2 separate regions of the Astyanax mexicanus genome follow, and region 2 is linked to region 1. The links are chromatin contacts, called in public Hi-C maps. All regions are on one chromosome and are shown on one strand. The core of a region is the stretch at or near the end of the contact, and the rest is flanking DNA. Distances in the headings are between cores, read along the strand shown.

Region 1 (6,878 bases), core at 460-2,959:
AGATTAGACAGAAATCTTATCTTATCAGTTTCAAATACAAATTCAAACTTTAATTACTAAAATAACTAACATATCATGCCATATCACCCACCCCTTATTATCACATCAGAGTACTTTTTCTGCACTTTACACTGTTCTCATTTTCCACGATACAGCCCTGGAAAAAATAAGAGACCACTTCAGTTTCTGAATCAGTTTCAGTAATCATGTTTGAGTAAAATTAACATAGTTGTTTTATTCTATAAACTATAAACAACCATTCTTCCAAATTCCAATTAAAAATATTGTCATTTAGAGCATTTATTTGCAGAAAATGGGAAATGGCTGAAGCTTTTAGGATGAGTTTTTAGACCTCAAATAATGCAAAGAAAACAAGTTCATATTCATAAAGTTTTAAGAGTTCAGAAATCAATATTTGTTGGAATAACCCTGGTTTTAATCACAGTTTTCATGCATCTTGGCATGGTCTCCTCCTCTTACACAATGCTTTTGAAAAAAACTTTATGCCACTCCTGGTGCAAAAAAAATCAAGCAGTTTAGCTTGCTTTGATGGCTTGTGATCATCCATCTTCCTCTTGATTATATTCCAGAGGTTTCCAATTTAGTAAAGAAACTCATCATTTTAAGTGGTCTATCTAAATCTACTAAAATCAGGTTATGTATGTCCAGTATCATTCATTTTACTTCAGTTCTGGATATATGGAGATATTTGGAGTGCATTATTAGTATCATGACATTCTGGATCTTTGACTTCTGTTACAAATCTGATAAAATTCTTGATTTTTTAATATCTCAATTAGGAGTGTGCCATATCACATTGTATACAATAGTAAAATGTATTTTTATTTTGTTGCAGTAGTGTATTCTTGAAATATTTGTTTGATTCAGTGGTTTGTCATAGTCCCAAGAGTATCATTATCGCAAAAATACCATGAAATATTGTGATATTATTTTAGGGCCATATTGCCCCCCCTTATTCTTCCTATATTTTTGTTGTAAGCTTAATAAAACAAGTTTTTTTTTCATTTGTTGCCTTTGAACAGCATTATGTACATCTCTATTTTAGGGTATCATGATGAAGCAGTGGACATTAAAATAATTAGTTTGTTCTGAAGATTTTTCCAAATATTTTTTTCTCCCAAAAAGTGTAAGTAATACCATAGAGCTTTGGAGGTTACTTCATTAAAGGGCGGGGTTATCCCAAGATCACAGGGCTCCTGGACACATTTAAACAGCTTTATATTTTAATGAAAACAGCTTAAAATGTAAGCTGTATACATGTTTAAAAGGTAATTATTATGTAACGATTTGCTGCGTCATATCTTCCATGATTATAAAGATAAAGGAACGTGAGCACGGTATTACATACACAGGCCGAACCGACAGAGACAGGTTACAGATATAGATATATATAATAAAATCTAATTTTAGCAGATTTAGATCAAAACTTTATACCTGAATAAATCTAATTTAGCTCTATAATCAATACCACAGCCTGTCAGAATCAATACACTGATCATTAGATAATCAACAACAGTAAAATGACTCTAATAGACTTTAACAGAGCTGTGCTTACCGCCCTGCAGCTGTCTGATCCACACAGTGTCTGATTACTGTCTTATTAATTCTAATACAGTTTAATACAGAGCTCTCTGTGTCCTTCTGCTCCACACCGCCACAAGCCCACCGCACATGCGCACACCGGGGCGCCCCACGTCCAATCACATTCTGGCTTACTGAATTAAGGCGGGATTTAGGTAAAGACACCCATTCACAGGATAATACCGCGGTGACTGAGGCGGCGTTAACCAATAATCAGCGACACGTGATTTAGGAACTGTGTTGATGCCATTAACACCATAGCTGGTTTATAGCGAGACTGCCCACTCCCCAAATCAACCCTTTATATAAATAAATGTAAATATGCCCTGCTCACCGCTAGAGGAGGCAAAGCAAACATACTATTTACACTACATTTTAGAGCTTACATCAGCCCCAAAAATCCAGTTCGACCCATAAACTGTCATTACGAGCCCGACCATTTTTTTTTTACTAAGCTTTTTAAAACTGAACTTTTCAAAAACATGTTCGTACTGTTTGAATGAGTGGAATGTGTTCAGAATAATGTTAAATAACATTGCGACACTGAGGAAGCCCTATTATTTAAGAAAAATGTTTATTAAGAACAGATCTCTGAAAGATTAAAACATAAACAACGCTAACAATCATCCACATGCCTAAACATCAGTTAATTAGGCTACAAGAATGATGTCTGAATGACTTTCCTCTAATCGAATATAATTTAACATGGTTTAAGAATATAAAACATTTTCTAAACTAACAAACTTTTTTTATATTGAGTTTATAACCGAAGTGCAAAAACACAAAAAGCAGCAATACGGTTATGCACTGCACAATTGTTAAACAAACTCTAATATAACTAAAGAATAAAGGTTTAAGAATAATAAACACTTTCTAACCAGCCACTTTTTAAGTATATAACATACGTGCGAAAATACAGTTGATTATAACATTCTAACATATGCACCTTTTTTTAAAAACTTTTTTTGATTGTTACTGTCACCAATGACCCTGGTAATCCACCTCCTCGCCACAGGAGGTCGCACTCGCCCCAATATTAGCAGTAGCACACCTGGCCTCACCTGGTAATCAGTGTTTTCACTGTTTAAGCAGCTCTCACGGACGCCTATATGCGATATCTTGTTAGTACTTCTGACATTTGAAGTGTTTGTTTTTATCTGGTATTTTTGTTCTGTGACCCTTTTTCTGCCTAGACCTCGATTTTTTTTTTAATTAACCCTTTTCTGCCTTGTTCACTTGGATCTTTGTGTGTTTGTACAATAAACCTGCTTTTGGATTCACAACACTGGTCTTGTGTGACATATACTGTTCTCAAGTGACACACGCACCTCAGCGAGTTCACACGCTCACACGCCACACATGGTATTTCTCACGCTTGCCAATCCATCGGTTATATATTTTAATGTACTCTTGTTGAGCCTATCAAAATATAGATCGCTCTGTTGTTAGGCAGACCTAGTCAAAGAGGGTGGAGTTTCAGCCAGAGTGTCAGGCGCGAAGAACTGTCCGATTCGAAAGTTCTGAAACACACGTTGGTGAACAACGGCAAAAAAAATGGAAGAAGTATCAGACCACTGCAAATCTACCAAGACCCGGCCGTCCCTCTAAATTTTCAGCTCAAACAAGGAGAAGACTGATCAGAGATGCAGCCAAGAGGCCCATGATCACTCTAGATGAACTGCAGAGATCTAAAGCTGAGGTGGGAGACTTTTCTCAAATATATCCATAAAAAGTCTTGTTTAAAGTTTGGCACACGCCACCTGGGAGACACACCAAACATGGAAGAGGAAACCAAAATCAAACTTTTTTCGTCCCCCAGTCTCATTTCCACCAGTGACTTTCTAGTAAGTGGTGCTTAGAACACACTTCATAACAGCACTTTTTAGTTATGTAAAATCAAAAGGGCACTCATAGATGGCACTTATTTAGATTCATTAAGATAAAACGCACATCATAATTTATTGTGAAAAGAAGCACTCAATCGCTTGATACCTTTTTACACCCAAAAGGGTAAGCCAATAGGGCACTTTGTCTCATATTCACCACTGTAAATGCACTTTAGTGACACTTTTTAAACCATGGGGGCACCAGGGGGAGTGGTTGCCCCTCCCACCCCCAGCTTGAGTTTACCACTAACTGTTTAGTAAGCGTGGCATAGATAGCACTTCATAACAGCACCCTTTACTACTGCAGGGGCAGAATGGGACACACAGATGGCACATTATTAAACTTTCTTGATCTAGACACATATCATCATAATCAATGTTGTATAACCATGGGGGAAATTTTATACTTTTTCCAAGTAGGGCAGCCACTAGGGCACTTTGTCTCATTTTTGCCGCTATAAACTGAACTTTAGAAGCACACTTTTAAACCACCGGGGCACCAGGTGGTGGTTGTCCCCTCTGCCCTTATCTTTAGTGTACCAGTGTTTCTGGGTGATCACAGAAGTTGCTGGTTTGGTGAAAAAGAGAGAGGTGCTTCTTCCACCTTAAAAGCTGTCACTATATTTTATACAATCACACTAAAATTGGTTTATTTACCTGTGTTTAGAAAATGTTGTGTAGATGTCTGTCATTATTTTTAAGCCAGTCAAGAGGGAGAATAGTAGTGGGTGCAATGGTATAAATATACACTGCCTAGCCAAATAAGTCACCACCAAAAAAAGGTCACACACTTTAATATTTCGTTGGACCACCCTTAGCTTTGATTTCTTTGACCGCTGCACAAATCTCCAGCACATCCCAAAGATTCAATGGGGTTAAGAGGGTTACAATCCATGTGTAAAAATGATGATCTCATGCTCCCTGAACCACTCTTTCAGAATCCTGGCATTGTCATCTTGGAATATGCTTGTGCCATAAGGCAAGAAAAAATCCATTTATGGAAAACCTGATCTATACTCAGTATATTCAGGTAGTCAGCTGACCTCATTCTTTGTGGATTCAAACATACTGTTGCTGAACCTAGACCTGACCAACTACAACAACCCCAGATCAGTTGCTTAGATAAATCCAGGTGGCAACTTTTTTTTGGCCAGGCAGTGTATCACACTTTGGATCTGTTCTGGTAGGACCTCTTATCAGAATTTAGCTTAGGGCCCCATGGACTTTATTTCTATAATGTTACAGAAATCATGTTCCAGGAATTGGCTAGGCCAATGCTTACATTATGGAAACGTTAAAATTCGCAGTAATATCCCCAAAACTAAATATTAAAGCATGGGCTGTGTCTCATTTTGCACTGTACTCACTGTTCAGTGTTCTGTTTGAGGTGTCAGATATTGTATAATGTTGTCTGAATTCTCAGAACACAGTGCATTTTTTGTAGGTGCAGAGATAAAGATGGAAGATGATTCTGAAGCCTCAGCTGCAAATATTGTATAAAAATGAACCTAAATTATTACTCATTTCAGCACTGGTAAAGCGAACAGCTTGTGTCTATTACTGTATTCAGTTACTGTTTGTGTTTCTGGCACTGATGATTTTATATAGTGAAGAATTTAAACTGGATCTACAGTGGAGGGCTAGAGCAGCAGAGGTGCTGAATTGTTTATTGTGACTTACATTTTATGATCTAAAATTATTTTATTTACTGAGATATTTTACTGCGGCAGTGTAGACAGGTAAAGTTTTACCTCAGCTAAGTATGATGTCACAGGAACCGATTATAATTTTATAGTGTGTAAACTGAATGGCATGACGGAGTTGAAATAAAACTGAGGGCTGTGTTATAAAATAGCAATTTTATATGAAAAAATATATACATATTGTTAAAAAAGACAAACATATGGTTACATTAGGATAGGACATTTCTTTTTAATTGCAGTTTTTATTTGTCTGGTGTTAACTGAAATGATGGTAGGGGGGACATGCAAATATGCTTGCTGTCTATGACTAAACACTTTTGTACATTTTTATAAATTATGTTTTACATCATACTGCAAAGATACTTAGTTCTATTAAATCATTAATTAAAAAAGCATTTTGTGGATTCTATTAATTGAAAATATTTAAAAGTAGGTTGATTGAGAGAATCATCCAGCAGCTTGTTATAACATGCTGTAACAGGGTGGACAGATTTACTCAAGTGAGAATATGAGCTGATGAAGCTGGTAAATATTATTGACGTGTAGAATGAAGTAATAAAAGCATTTCTGATAATGACCCAGGTACAGTTGAAGGTAAATACAAGGTACTTCTGTATTTAGTACAGTACTGGAAGAACCCAGCAGTACTCTATTATAGTGTCTCTAGTGTGAGAGAGGGAGGGGCGGAGGGGGGAGTTTGCGCACACCATATATGGACACGCCATCAGCTCGCTGTTCCTATTGGCTGCTGGCGTTTTGCAGCTGCCTGTCAACAAGATGGCCTTCCCCAATAGCTGCTCGAACACCATCAAACTACAGCTGTTTCACGAAAGCACGAACATCTCCGCTCAGACGCGCTGAAATCGCCATTTTCCGGTATCGGGCCGGGCTTGACTCGGTCGGAACCTGGAGCTTCCAGAACTGTAAGAGGGGTCGGGACCCGAGTACTGTACCTGTACCTAAAGAGCCCGGATATTGTCATTGGCCTCGCAGCTCGCAGGCGCCCCGGCCTGCTTTCAGTTCTGTCACTCTTTGTGTTTTTTAGAGGTTTTTATTTGGAATTATTGGACTATTTTGACAGTTATCGACGTGGGAGAGCTGCTGGAATAGAGACGAATAGCATCGCATTGTTTTAAAGGTAAGATTAAGCAGAGAAAGGGCTACATTCGCAAACCCAGCATGCAGAATTCCGCTCCGGGATTTCGTTCCAGCTGCGCGGACGGCTCTGCTATAGCCTACCTGCAGTAGATCCTCTCAGACAGTTGGAACGAAATCCCGGAGCGGAGTTTAAACGTAAGATCTGGATTAGCCATCACTTTAAGCTAAGCTAAGCTAAATGAGTCGTCTTTGACATTTTTGATTCATTAAATTGACGAAATAAAGACTGACAACACGGTTAGGGGGATTGGATGGCGAAATTAAAGCATTACAGGTGCGTATATAACCGTAGACTAATACATTTAGCGTGATTAATGTGCTAGAATATAAAATGTCAAGTCGATTAGCTAACCTAGCTAAAGCTAACAGCTAAACTTCCTCAGGCCTAGACAGGTTAGCTTAAGACGCTAAGCTAACCCTGCTTTAGTTAATAATTTGGATAATTACTAACTAAATAACTAGCTAACCTAGTTAACCAAGTCTGCCTAACTGAATTTTTCACTAATATAACGAATTTAATCTAGTTAAC
Region 2 (6,504 bases), core at 3,319-5,818, 340 kb before region 1:
CTGTTTTATATGGATTGTTTGTGATTTCTGCAGAACCTAAGCAGAAATGTGTAAAACACTTTAAAAAAATGTTTAATGCAGGGACACTGTTAAGGTGGAATGGAAATGTGTTTTAAGGCAAAGGGGAAATGTGAACAAGAAACTAAAAGCTTCATACGCTGCAGTAAGTTTGACCTAGTGAGGAATTAGTTACTCAGATGAGTAGTTTTACAGTAAACTGGTGTATTACAATTTTTTTAAGGAAAGACTGAGTTTCAATCTTTTTCAAAATTTATTAGGCTACTTTGAAAATTAACAGCAGCCAATCTTTTTAAAAGGCTTTAGCCAAGCTATATAAATGCATTCCTACATCTCCCCTTAATACTTATTATTGTAGTCACAGTGTCAAAATCCTTTACGGGGATTTTCAGTTACATTGTTATTTTCTATTTATTTAGAATTAAATAAAAAACGATTCCTGTAGGAGAGATCCTGTAGAATATGAATTAAAATTTAAAGACCAATAGCATTGTGTTTGTTTTTTTCAGGAGTAATAGTATGGTGTGGTATGTGCTACATTAGCTGATATAATGAATTTATCTTTAACAGTACGTGCTGTAGACATTACAGTAAAGAAGCGAGACATTTGTAAGCTTGCGCCTTCGCTGTACTGGTTTCCATTTACACCCCAAAGAAATACTTGACCCCCCCAATTATCATTGTATAATTTGCACCCTGTTTTATTTTATATTTTTAATATTTTGTTTGCAAAATATTATGATGATAGTCATCATAAAATTACGTTTTTATTCCTGAAATGCCGAATTGTACAACACTTTTCTCAAATGTACTTTATGGCTTTATGGCGTGGCAACGAGATCGTAAGGCATGGGAACAAAATAATTAAAGCGTGGGAACAAGAACCTGATTCATAGGAACAAGATAACTAAGGCGTGGGAATAAATAATTAAGATTATTAACAAGTTAATTTAATCATAGCCATTAAGGTGTGGCCACAAGTTTTTTTGTTTCTCAGTTAACAAAGCGAGCCTGAGGAACCTACCGGGTCTGTATACTGTCTGCGTCTGAGCCAATCAGCTTTTAGAATGAGAATTAAATGTCTTTTACTTAGAATTACTCCATGTATCACCATCCTTCATTCAGAGATTAAAATAAAAATAAACCAGTTCACTCTCTTTCTCATTTTCTCCCCAATTTACACGGCCAGTTACCCAACCCACTCACTAGGACTCCCCCCATCACAAGTAATGCCCCAACACACTAGGAGGGTGCCTCCTCCGATACATGTGAAGTCAGCCACCGCTTCTTTTCGAGCTGCTGCTGATGCAGCATCGCCTAGCAATGCAGCATTGGGAGGAAAGCGCAGCGGCTCGACTCTGGTACATCAGCTCACAGACGCCCTGTGCTGCAGACATCACCCCGACTATGATGTGGGGAGAAAGCGCCATCTACCCACCCGGAGGGAGCAGGGCCAATTTTGCTCCCTCTCTGAGCGCCGGCAGCTTGATGGCAAAGCTGCATGAGCGGGGGATCAAACCTGCGACCTCCCGCCCCTAGTGGCAGCGCTTTAGACCGCTGGACCACTCGGTGCCACTCTCCATTTTCTTAAGATCATCCTTGAATTAAAGGAGCTTTGATGTAATATTCAGTTTCATCATGGGCATTCATTTACAGAAAAGCCAACTTTATTATTCTCTGTCCACGACATAATTTTCTTGTGGCCATGACTTAATTATCTCATTTACATGCCTTAATTATCTCTTTCCCAACCATTAGTATGTTGTTCCCTAGCCTTAATAAGTCGTAGCCACACATTAGGATGTTGTTCCCACTCCTTAAAAAGTTGTGCCCTTGCCTTTTTTTTTTTTTACATTATGTCACCATAATTTCCACCGATTAGGATTTCGTTCCAACACCGTAATGAGTCGTGGCCATGACTTAATTTTCTCATTCACACACTTTAATTATCTAATTTCTACCCATTAGGATCTTGTTCCCACTCCTTCATAAGTCGTGGACATGCATTAGTACCTTGTTCCCATGCCTTAATAAGTTGTGGCCACAATTTAATTTTCTCATTCCCACCAATTAGAAACTCATTCCTTTGCCTTAATTATCTCATTCCCACTCTTTAGTATCTCATTCCTATGCCTTCATAAGTCATGGCCACAACTTAATTATCTCAGTCACAAACATTAATTATCTCATTCCCACCCATTAGGATCTCGTTCCCACAGCCTAATAAGACATTGCCATGCATTAGTATCTAGTTCCCATGCCTTAATAAGTCATGGCCACAACTTAATTATCTCATTCACACACCTTACTTATCTCATTGCCACCCAGTAGAATCTCATTCCCACGCATCTTGTTCCCATGCCTACATTTTTTTCGTGGCTACGACTTAATTATCTTATTCCCACCCATTAGAGTGTTGTCCCACGCCTTAATAAGTTTCGGGAACGCATTAGCATTTTGTTCCCACAGGTTAGTAAGCTGTGGCCACAACTTAATTATCTTATTCCCACCCGTTAGGATGTCATTCCCACACCTTAATAAGTTGTTGCCACACATTAGTATCTCGTTCCAATGCCTTCATAAGCTGTGTCCAAGCCTTCATTTTCTCATTTCCGCCCATTAGGATCTCGTTCTCACGCCTAAATAAGTGGTGGCCATGTCTTAGTTTTCTCATTCACACGCCTTAATTATTTCATTCCCACCTGTTAGTATCTTGTTCCCATGTCTTAATAAGTGGTGGCCATGCTATATTTTTTTGTTAAACATGATGTCACCTTAGGGCATACCTGTCAAGTTTTGGACTTAAAAATAAGGGATTTTTTCCGCCGCCCCAACAGCCCAAACGAGGGAAAAAAAAAAAAAAATATATATATATATATATATATTATATATATATATATATATATATATATATATATATATATATATATATATATATTTATTTATTTATTTATTTAATAGATTTAAAATTGAAATTGAAGGGTGCACAAATTTACAAAAAGGACATGGATCAGATATATTCCATAAGTAAATAATAGTCCTAAGGGGCCTACACAATTAATAATCTTTCATTAATACTTCTTTCTATTGTTCAGTCCACTCCTGATCAGTTCAGTTAATTTCAGCCCTCTCCACATTTTCTCTCTCTCCAGCTCAACCATCTCTTCCACCCCTTCTAAATAATACATTACATTACATTATAATACATTACCACAATACTTGAGATTTAAACAAATTCTAACAAACCCTAAAACTAGCCCTGAACTAATAGAGTTTGGAAATGATAGTTATTGGCTGATCAGGCACATCAGGGCAGGGCATTATATATATATATATATATATATATATATATATATATATATATATATATATATATATATATATATATATATATATATATATTTTTTTTTTTTTTTTTTTTTTTTTTTTTTTTTTTCTCAAACCCTGAATATCTATCTAGCTAATTCTAAAGTTAAGCTGTATTTTATTAAACACACAGTGGGTTTAATTTATGTTTTGATTCAGAGAAGAGTCTTTTTAACCAGCTATCAGAAACAATCTCATCACAGTTTACATGGTTAATTACCTTTCTTTTAGAAAAATCTCCGTATATCCAGATTAGTTTTAACGACAGCTGCTCCGACTAGCTGCCTGAACTCACAGCGAGGGGAGGGGCGGGGCTTCCCGCACACTAAACTGCGCTCCGCAAAACCAGCTAGCTGATTGGCTGTTTCTCCTGAAAGGCGGGACTTTCTCCTTGAACCGGCACCACGATTGGTTAAGAGACACACAGCGGTCAGTGCATTGTCGCCTGTGGCCTATATATATTTTTTATTTAGTATAATACGGGAAATTTACGGGAAAATACTAAAACGGGAGGACGGCGGGAAAGAGGAATAAAATACGGTAGTTTCCCGGCCAAAACGGGAGACTTGACAGGTATGCCTTAGGGTCTCTGTATAATACAGAAGAGGCTGTAAGGGTGTATTTACCCTGATGTCTGGAACACTGTTTATCCTTCACTCCAGACTCAGGACCCCGACCCAGGATCAGGGCGCGTCCATCACACAGCTCCACCCGGGCTCCTGAGGGACTCAGTAGTGCACACTTCATTCCGAGGAGTGCGGTCGTTTACTTATCTGTTCCCTACGCTCTACGACCAGCAACCTGTAGTTAAATAAAAAGGATTTAATACACTTATTCCTCACTTATCATTTATTTTACGGCTTTAAATCACATCAGAATTATACATATTAATATTAATATAATCCTACATCACAGAACATTTAAATACACTTAGCATATCTTAGCTAACTAACACTAAACTAAACAGAAACAGCTCTCCACCACCTTCAAGCAGCTAACATACTAACCAGCCAAACGCGAAACAGCGCACTGACCAGATTACGACTTTAAAACGCCTTCAAGACTTTAAAAACGACAGAAAACAAGGATAATAGTTAGTCGGCTAACAAACTATCTAAACAGCTACACAACGCGTCCCTTTCAACAGCCCACTCTGTCCCAATCCAGCCCTCGCTCACTTCCCATACGCACTTCAAAGCGCAGGAAAAAACACAGAAAGGAAATAGGGGGGTTACTTTCTTTACAACACATCTAAAATCTCAGTTTATCACCCGTCCTGATAAATATTATTGTTTTAAATACTTTTTTGACCTTTTAAACGCAAGATAAAGTAGAACAAACAATAATACAGTGCGTTATATTGATTTATTAACGTTAACATTAAAAAAGAACAAAAGAGACATCCCTTTAAAATAATAATAAATAGATTTTCCCAAGTGGAAGTCAAGCCACAGCTGTTTTAATGGCAAGACTACCTATTTCCGGTACCGCCCGCTATGCCGTATTATTATAATCAGATAATGCAACTGCGCACCGCTAGAGAGAGCCCGCGAGAAAGTCCTTCATAAATAGAGAAAAATAGAGCTAAACGGCAAAAACTTTATTTAAAAACATAACTAACTATTTACCCTGTATATTAATTGTATTTTGGAAAGTACAATGAAGTATTTTACTAAAAAAGTAAAGAAATCTAGTCTATATTGTTAAATGTCTCTACAGTAAACGGGTTTTATTCAGTAAAGGCGCTAGCATTGCTGCTAGTCAGTGTTGATTGGTTGGTGAGTTCCTACTGAAGGTATTGCTCCTAAGTCTCCTAAAAAAAACTTTAGCATGTCGTTATAACGAGAAACTCTCGTTTTTATGAGCTTTAATATAGTTTAAACGACAAAGTATGTCGTAACAACATAGTATGTTGTAATTATAAAACAAACATAGCATTAGTATGAGAAACTAACTCGTTGTTATGAGTTACTGTGTCGTATTTATAAAATAAATGTCATAATTACGAGAAAATATCTTGTTTTTTGAGATATTGTAATAATAAAATAAACATCCCCTAATTTAGAGAAACTACCTATTTTTAAAAATCACTGTCGTAATTATAAAATACATATCCCATTATTATGAAAAAGTATCTTGTTTTTAAGTAATGTTGTTAAAACAACATTGTATGTCGTAATTATAAAATAAACATCTTGTAATTATAAGAAATCTGTTTTTTGTAAGTTACTATGTCGTACTTCAGAAAAAAAAGGGCTTCTTGTTATGACACGCTAAAGCTTTTTTTTTTTTTTTTATCATACTTGGCACCAATATTATTGCGCAATACTCTTAAACCACTGCATTGAGTCTGTTAATATGGCCCAGTGCTGTGTTCCCTGCTGTATTAATAGATCCGAGTCTAAAAAGACGACCCAACTGTCTCTGAACTGCGTGGGTGCTAACTATGAGATAGCTAACGCTAGCAACCACAGAGAAAAAAGACCCCTTTTGGATATGATTGATATATGCTAGCTATGGATTTAGTACAGTGTCTCTTACTGTATACAGATATTTAGTGCTTCTTTTGCCTTAGATGTTACTCAGTCAAAGTAATTATATCTTTAGCTAGCCTAGCCTGTGGCGCTAACGCTAACTAACTAAGTTAGTTAGCTCGCTTGCTAATGGCAAAGCCAAACTGCCTTTTTCCGATATCCTTGATATATGCTGTGGGTTTATTGCGATACTTTTTTGCTATAAAGTCACATTTTTGTGTTCTGTTCTTTGTTGCCCAACTACAGCAAAGATAAACTCTGATTTTGCTCAGTTGCTTCATATGAACTTATTAATTCTGGAGCGCCCTCTGGAGGCTGAATAAACAGGGTAAACGGTCTGGAGTGGGTGCTCTTCTCTATATAGACTCTCTGTTGAACGAAGGGGAGGAGGAGAGGGGTCTGGACTAAAATTTCCTACAGATTAATGATCTATCAGTTCCTCCTGCAGGCAGTTAAGAGAAAATCATTCTGGTAAAATTACAGCACAGCATAAATATATCACGATTTAACGTCGGAATTAGCTGGATAAACCTGTAATATTAAGAAGTACAGTTCATTCTACAGCCAGTAGGACAGCACCTCAAAT

The links. Hi-C and Micro-C count contacts between places; a contact is called where the count stands out from the background.
Region 2: a Hi-C map of muscle shows a contact between it and region 1, with 4 times the contacts expected there. The contact joins the promoter of LOC103026644 here to the promoter of coq8b in region 1. A contact is called at or near these places in 2 of 3 Hi-C or Micro-C datasets (blood and muscle).

The regions. Positions count from the first base shown.
Region 1 is chr18:32,156,899-32,163,776 of AstMex3_surface, reverse strand. coq8b (coenzyme Q8B) reads right to left here and starts at 1,709. Exons shown (of 16, transcript XM_049467513.1): 1 at 1,577-1,709; 2 at 92-157. fbxo46 (F-box protein 46) reads left to right here and starts at 5,936. Exons shown (of 2, transcript XM_007234523.4): 1 at 5,936-6,329.
Region 2 is chr18:32,503,356-32,509,859 of AstMex3_surface, reverse strand. LOC103026644 (polynucleotide kinase 3'-phosphatase) reads right to left here and starts at 4,568. Exons shown (of 18, transcript XM_049466915.1): 1 at 4,419-4,568; 2 at 4,011-4,185. The coding sequence starts at 4,131. It overlaps zgc:162193 (TRPM8 channel-associated factor homolog), which reads left to right and starts at 6,145. Exons shown (of 7, transcript XM_049467264.1): 1 at 6,145-6,504.